Regions from separate parts of the Mus musculus genome. Here region 2 is linked to region 1. Evidence: chromatin contacts called from public promoter capture Hi-C data. All regions are on one chromosome and are shown on one strand. Each heading gives the region's core, a stretch centred on a gene start, on an enhancer-like site or on the middle of the called end of the contact. The rest is flanking DNA. Distances are from core to core; before and after follow the strand shown.

Evidence for each region. Capture Hi-C pulls out chosen DNA fragments and counts their contacts.
Region 2: a promoter capture Hi-C map of adipose tissue shows a contact between it and region 1. The contact joins two enhancer-like sites. A contact is called at or near these places in 8 of 484 Hi-C or Micro-C datasets (the 3T3-L1 cell line, 3T3-L1-derived adipocytes, the HPC-7 cell line and 5 more), 5 of 115 datasets of contacts at active chromatin or transcription factors (the HPC-7 cell line, double positive thymocytes and embryonic stem cells) and 2 of 9 other capture datasets (adipose tissue and pancreatic islet).

Annotation. Positions count from the first base shown.
Region 1 is chr2:156,255,886-156,258,585 of GRCm38.p6, forward strand. All of the region lies in intron 4 of Phf20 (PHD finger protein 20), which reads left to right. Among named protein-coding and RNA genes, the nearest start is that of Cnbd2, 55 kb to the right of the region's middle. Within about 2 kb of position 1,451, at least 147 of the 459 cell types and tissues checked have an H3K27ac peak or open chromatin away from gene starts, as enhancers often do. A contact at or near this core is called in adipose tissue, where this site is marked.
Region 2 is chr2:156,297,148-156,299,847 of GRCm38.p6, forward strand. Phf20 (PHD finger protein 20) reads left to right here. Exons shown (of 18, transcript NM_172674.2): 15 at 1,374-1,569. Among named protein-coding and RNA genes, the nearest start is that of Cnbd2, 14 kb to the right of the region's middle. Within about 2 kb of position 1,269, at least 25 of the 459 cell types and tissues checked have an H3K27ac peak or open chromatin away from gene starts, as enhancers often do. A contact at or near this core is called in adipose tissue, where this site is marked.

The DNA.
Region 1 (2,700 bases), core at 201-2,700:
TCTAGTGCTGGCCAAGTTCACAGGAGGTAGGACTGGAATAGAGTGACTGGGACCAGATACACAAAGGCAAGCAGGGGCAGATGGAGGAAGAGGATTCCAGGAGCTTTGTGGGGAGCAAGTGATCTCTTAGAAAAGTAGAGGGTGGCTTCATAGAGGTCACAGAAGTCTTAGAAACTGACATTTTACATGTAGTGTTTACAGAGCTCTGAGCTTGGCATCATGACAGCAACCAGAAGACCTAGTAAGGCAGAAAGAAGCCAGTGTACAGTGTACATTGGGGATGGAGGACACAGTGCAAGAGCAGGACGGACCAGACAAATCCTAATAAGGGGAAGGGGTGGGTGTGGGGTGGATGTGAAATACGTTTGAAGTCATTAAGGAATGAACACCATTGCGTATATTATTGGCTGTAGTTAATTAGCAGTTTTAAACAGCTTTTAAGTTGGGGCAACTGCAGTTGGACATGGTGGCACATGCCTTGGGAGGCTAAACTAGAACTAGGTAATCCCAAGTTTGCAATCAGCTCTGGGCTACATACTGAGTTAGAGGCCACTGGGCTACACAGTGAGACTGTCTCAGGAAAAAACCAAATACAATGAATCAAACAATAATAAAAAACTGGAGTAGCTTTGCAAATTAAAAGGCCAAGTCCTTTCAGTGGTTTTCTCATGAGCTAGGTTCTAGGAAGGAGAGTCTTGAGGCCATGGGCTCATGAGGTGGTCATTGGCCACCTGGTGATGGGTTCTATAGTTCTGACTTAATTCCAGCTGCTTCATTTACTTTGTTGAAGGACATGGGGACTGAGTGAGGTTTCTGCTGAGGCCTGTCTATATTGTGCTAAACGCCTTGGTGGTTCTTGAGACTGATCGATTGGAAGGAGGGTGAGAGGATATAGAGTGAGCTAAATCCTAAAGTGGGAGGCTGTTGAAGCATTCTGGGAAAGTTATGGAAGTGAAGCCAGTGATTTCTTTTCTCTGAGCAGTGTCACCCTGTCCACTAGTTCTTAGGTGCTGTCTTTGTGGGCTTGGTTGCTAACTATAGTGCTCGACTGGTTTTGTTCTGAGACAAATTTGCCTCTGGAACCTGTAGTTCTGCCTCAGCCTCATCTGGATTCCAGGCATATGCCATCTTGCCCCACCCCTCTTTCTCTCCCTTTGCTCCTTGTTCACTTTGTTTTCAGTTCTGGGTGTTAAATAAATTCAAGGCTTCATTTGTGTGAGGACAGCATCCTACCTCAAAGCTAGATTCCAAGCTCTTGACTTTCTTTTCCTTCCTATCCTGGATTTCTCTCCCTACCTCAGTTGGTTTTCTCAGTAGTCACGAGGGACCTGTGAGGGGGAGGGGGAGCTCTGCTGGCAGGAAGCCTTTCATTTCCTCTGAGCTAGGCCATCTAGTCCAAGCTGCTAGGAGACAGCGGAACCCAGGGAAAACCAGCTTGTGTATTCATCTTCTGCTCAATTTTCTTACTGCTCTTAACTTCCTTGGGGGTTTTCCTGAGGCTGAGCAGGCTGTGGGGAGTGTGGACAGAGTGGGGGAACAGCAGCTACTGTCATGGTGGGTTTGGCATGATTAGTCAGCCCTAAATAACTCAAGAGTTTCTTAGGGAAATCAGTTAATTGGTGGAAAAGAGACAGAGCAGTACTTGCCATTGATAATGAATCTTTGGGGGTGGTTTGTTTGAGGTAGAGTCCTGTAGCCAGGCAGATTTTGAACTGTGTGGTTGAGGGTGCCCTTGGCTGGTTAGTGATCCTACTGCCTCTACCTCCAGAGTGCTGAGACTATAAAATCCTTACACCCACATGGTTTTTGTTTTGTTTTTGAATTAGGATCTCACTTCAAACTCCTGGCTAGCCTGATCTCACTATGCAGTCAAGGCTGGCCTTGAGCTCATAGCAATCCTCTCCCACCAAGTGCTAAGATTACAAATTTGGGCCATCATGCCCAGCTTTTATTGTTTTTTAGTGTGAAGCAGCCATAATTGGAAGCTATGTTATACCCCCAGCTCTAGCTTTTATAGGAATGATAGGATTCTGGGTTCGGTGCGTGTGTGTGTGTGTGTGTGTGTGTGTGGTCATCTTTGGTGAGTTGACCTTGGCCTTATTTGTCAGGGGCTGTTTGACTCCTCTTTGCAACTTTTTTTTTTTCCTTGAGAGAGTCTGGCTGAGGCTGACCTTGAGTTTTTGGACTTACCTGCTCCTTCTGCCTCAGACCTCCTAGGAGTTGGCTTACCAGCATGGACTGTCATGCCCAGAGCCTCATGACCTTCACTCCGTGGAGCACTACTGTTCACAAGGCTTTCTCCTTGAAGAAACTGCAAGTGGCTAGCATTAGCAACAAGATAGGTTCCTTCCTGTTGCTCTTACATTGCCCAAACTGGTCTGAGACAACTCTATAGACCAGGCTGGCTTTGAATTTGCAACAGTTCTTGTGTTGGTGCTTCCTCCATGATGGGGTTAAGGGTGAGTGCACTCGGCAAGTCTCCCCCCTAATTAGATGGGAGTTTCTAGGTCGTGTGCTCCCCTTTCCTCCAGTTCAGTCTATTTTGGGCCTGTGCCGGGAGCTTGTGTTTACCACAGGAAATGCTGTGGAAATGGTCTTCCCAGGTCTCTGCAGAAGCGGATCTTTTTTATATCTTCTTTCTGCTGTAACTGAGCTACATGTGGAGTATGGGGAGGTTAGTACCTTGTGAGCAGATTTGCA
Region 2 (2,700 bases), core at 19-2,518, 41 kb after region 1:
CTCTCTCTGTTGGTGCCATTTCAGGGATGTCGGAGGGCACATTTGCACACACACACACACACAAACATCCCAGCCCCCATTGTGTCACTGCCCCTGGAAGGGATGAGCCTTGCCTGCTCTGGAGCACTCTTAAGCGGAGTCTTGCTCGGCTCCTTAGTGGGGGTCATTGGTTAATGGGTAGTGGCTCTTGACTGTCCCTTCCACCATGCCCAGCCTGTTTCAAGGTTTCTTAGTGACTGAAGAGTGAATGAGTCAGGTTGGAAGGTGCTGTCTCCTGAGTTTTTGGAACAGGACGTGCTGCCTAGTCCCTGAGCTTAGTTTTCTGTCCTTTCTAAAGAGACTTGTGATGAGCCGGACCCAAGAGCCATCCAGGTCATCTGTTACGATGGGAAGCAGAGATGGGTCCAGAGAAGGGAGGGCTGTCACCTGTCTAGTTAAGGTCTGGGGCCTGTCACTTGTCTAGTTAGGATCTGGAGTCTTCTGTTCATACTCAGTCCATTTGAGACACATTCCAGGCTCTGGAACTGCAGCCATCAATATGACGGATCCTTTTCTGTCTTTTAATGAGACTGGGGACAAAGAACAGAAGTTGAAACAAGTTAAATAAACCCAAGACAGGTGTACAAGTGAAGCTAGGAGGGAAAGCAGAGAGGGGGAGCCAGAGGCTCTCTGATGCTGGCTGGTGGCCAAAGGCCTGCCTGAGGAGATGGGGAACATCTGTCCTGGAGAGGCCCAGGGGATGCCTTGTCAGAGCTCTGGAGGAAAGAGGTCAGGCCAAGGAAGAGATTTGTGTGTGTGTGTTTCTAAAACTCAGACAAACCATGATAAGGGTGGAGTGAGGAGAAGAGGAAAGAGAAGGATGCTGTCAGCCTTAATCGATCGATAGGGATTTGGGGTTTCCTTCTGTGAGCAGTCAGAAGCTGTGGGAGAGTGAGTGGAGGGGGGAAGGAAATGACTTCAATCTGAAGAGGTAATTCAGCCGGCCATGGTAGTGAACATTTGTATCCCAGAACTCTCCAAACAGAAGCAGGAGGAACAGGTTCAAAGCCAGTTTAAGCTACATGGTTAGTTTAAGGGTTGTCTGAGCCATGTGAGGCCTTGTCTAGAGAAAGAAGGGGAGGGGGCAGAAAAGATGGGAAGGGAGGGAGATAGTTGAAAGGAGGAAGACTACTGATCAGAATTGGAATCCGTGCTCTAGCCCCTGCTGCGGGTAGGAGGGCCCAGGCCTTATTTCAGCTTTGTCTCCAGCACCGAGTAGAGGCCAAGGAAACGTGAACAGAATGAGCACAGCCATCAAAGCACAGGACCGCGGAGGGGACAGGACAGCCTGGGTTCCTCAGGCATGTTTGACTGTTGCAATGTCGTCTCTTTAGGTCAGAGGCCTGGCTTCAAGTACTGGTATGACAAGGAGTGGCTGAGCCGGGGACACATGCATGGTCTGGCATTTCTGGATCAGAACTACTCCCACCAGAATGCCAGGAAGATCGTGGCCACCCACCAGCTGCTCGGGGACGTGCAGAGAGTGATCCAAGTGCTGCACGGCCTGCAGCTCAAGATGAGCATTCTGCAGTAAGTGTGTGCCTGCAGCTCTGGGCAGGAGCTTACTCAGGCTCTCAGTTCAGTCAGGTTTGGGGAAAAAGGGAAAGCCACAAAGACCTGTACCACAAAATCTGTTACTATGCTGAGCATGTGGCTTCGGGTTGAGTGTTTGCCTAGCATGTGTGGCACTGAGTTTGATTACCAGTACGCTCCCCCACCCCACTCCCCCAAAAGTCAGTTATGTAATAAACGTTTCTTTGTAAAGCAGTTGACTTATTGAGGAATACTTTGCATGTAATTAAGTTCACTTATTTTAAGACCTCATTGAATTTGATAAGTGCATATATTCAGGCAACTAACACTGTAAACCAGGACATGATGTGTGCATTTGGTTTCTCTTGTTTGCCCGTACAGGAATGTGTGTGTGTGTGTGTGTGTGTGTGTGTGTGTGTGTGTGTGTGTGTGTGTGTGTGTGTGTGTGTGTACCAAATGGCACATGGTCAGAGGTCAGAGGACAGTTTGCAGGAGGTGGTTCTGTCCTTCCACCATGTCTTAGCCTTCCCTTGAGAAATGGAATTATAGATGTTGGCCACTATGGCTTAATGTATTCACTCACAGCTTGTGTTGTGTTACCTTTGGGTGTACAGTTACTTGTTTTACACTGAGGTTTTTTGGGGGTTTTTTTGGTTTTTTTTTTTTTTTTTTTTTTGGTTTTTTTGGTTTTGGTTTTTTGAGACAGGGTTTCTCTGTGTAGCCCTGGCTGTCCTGGAACTCACTCTGTAGACCAGGCTGGCCACGAACTCAGAAATCCGCCTGCCTCTGCCTCCCAAGTGCTGAGATTAAAGGCGTGAGCCACCACGCCCAGTGAGTTTTTTTTTTGTTTTTTTTTGTTTTTTTTTTACATTTATAGTGAGGGCTTTTTAAATTGTGGTAAAATATACATAATGCCAAATACCAAATTTGCCATCTGAACCTTTCTATTTATATCTATTTATTTTTTCTTTTTATAATAGGGTATCTTTATTTAGTACTGGCTGTCCTGAAACTAGATATGTAGACCAGGTTAGCCTTGAACTCACAGAGATCCTTTTGCCTTCTGAGTGCTGGGATTAAAGGCATGCAGCACCTAGCTCTTAATTCGACCAGTCTGGTCTTGAATTC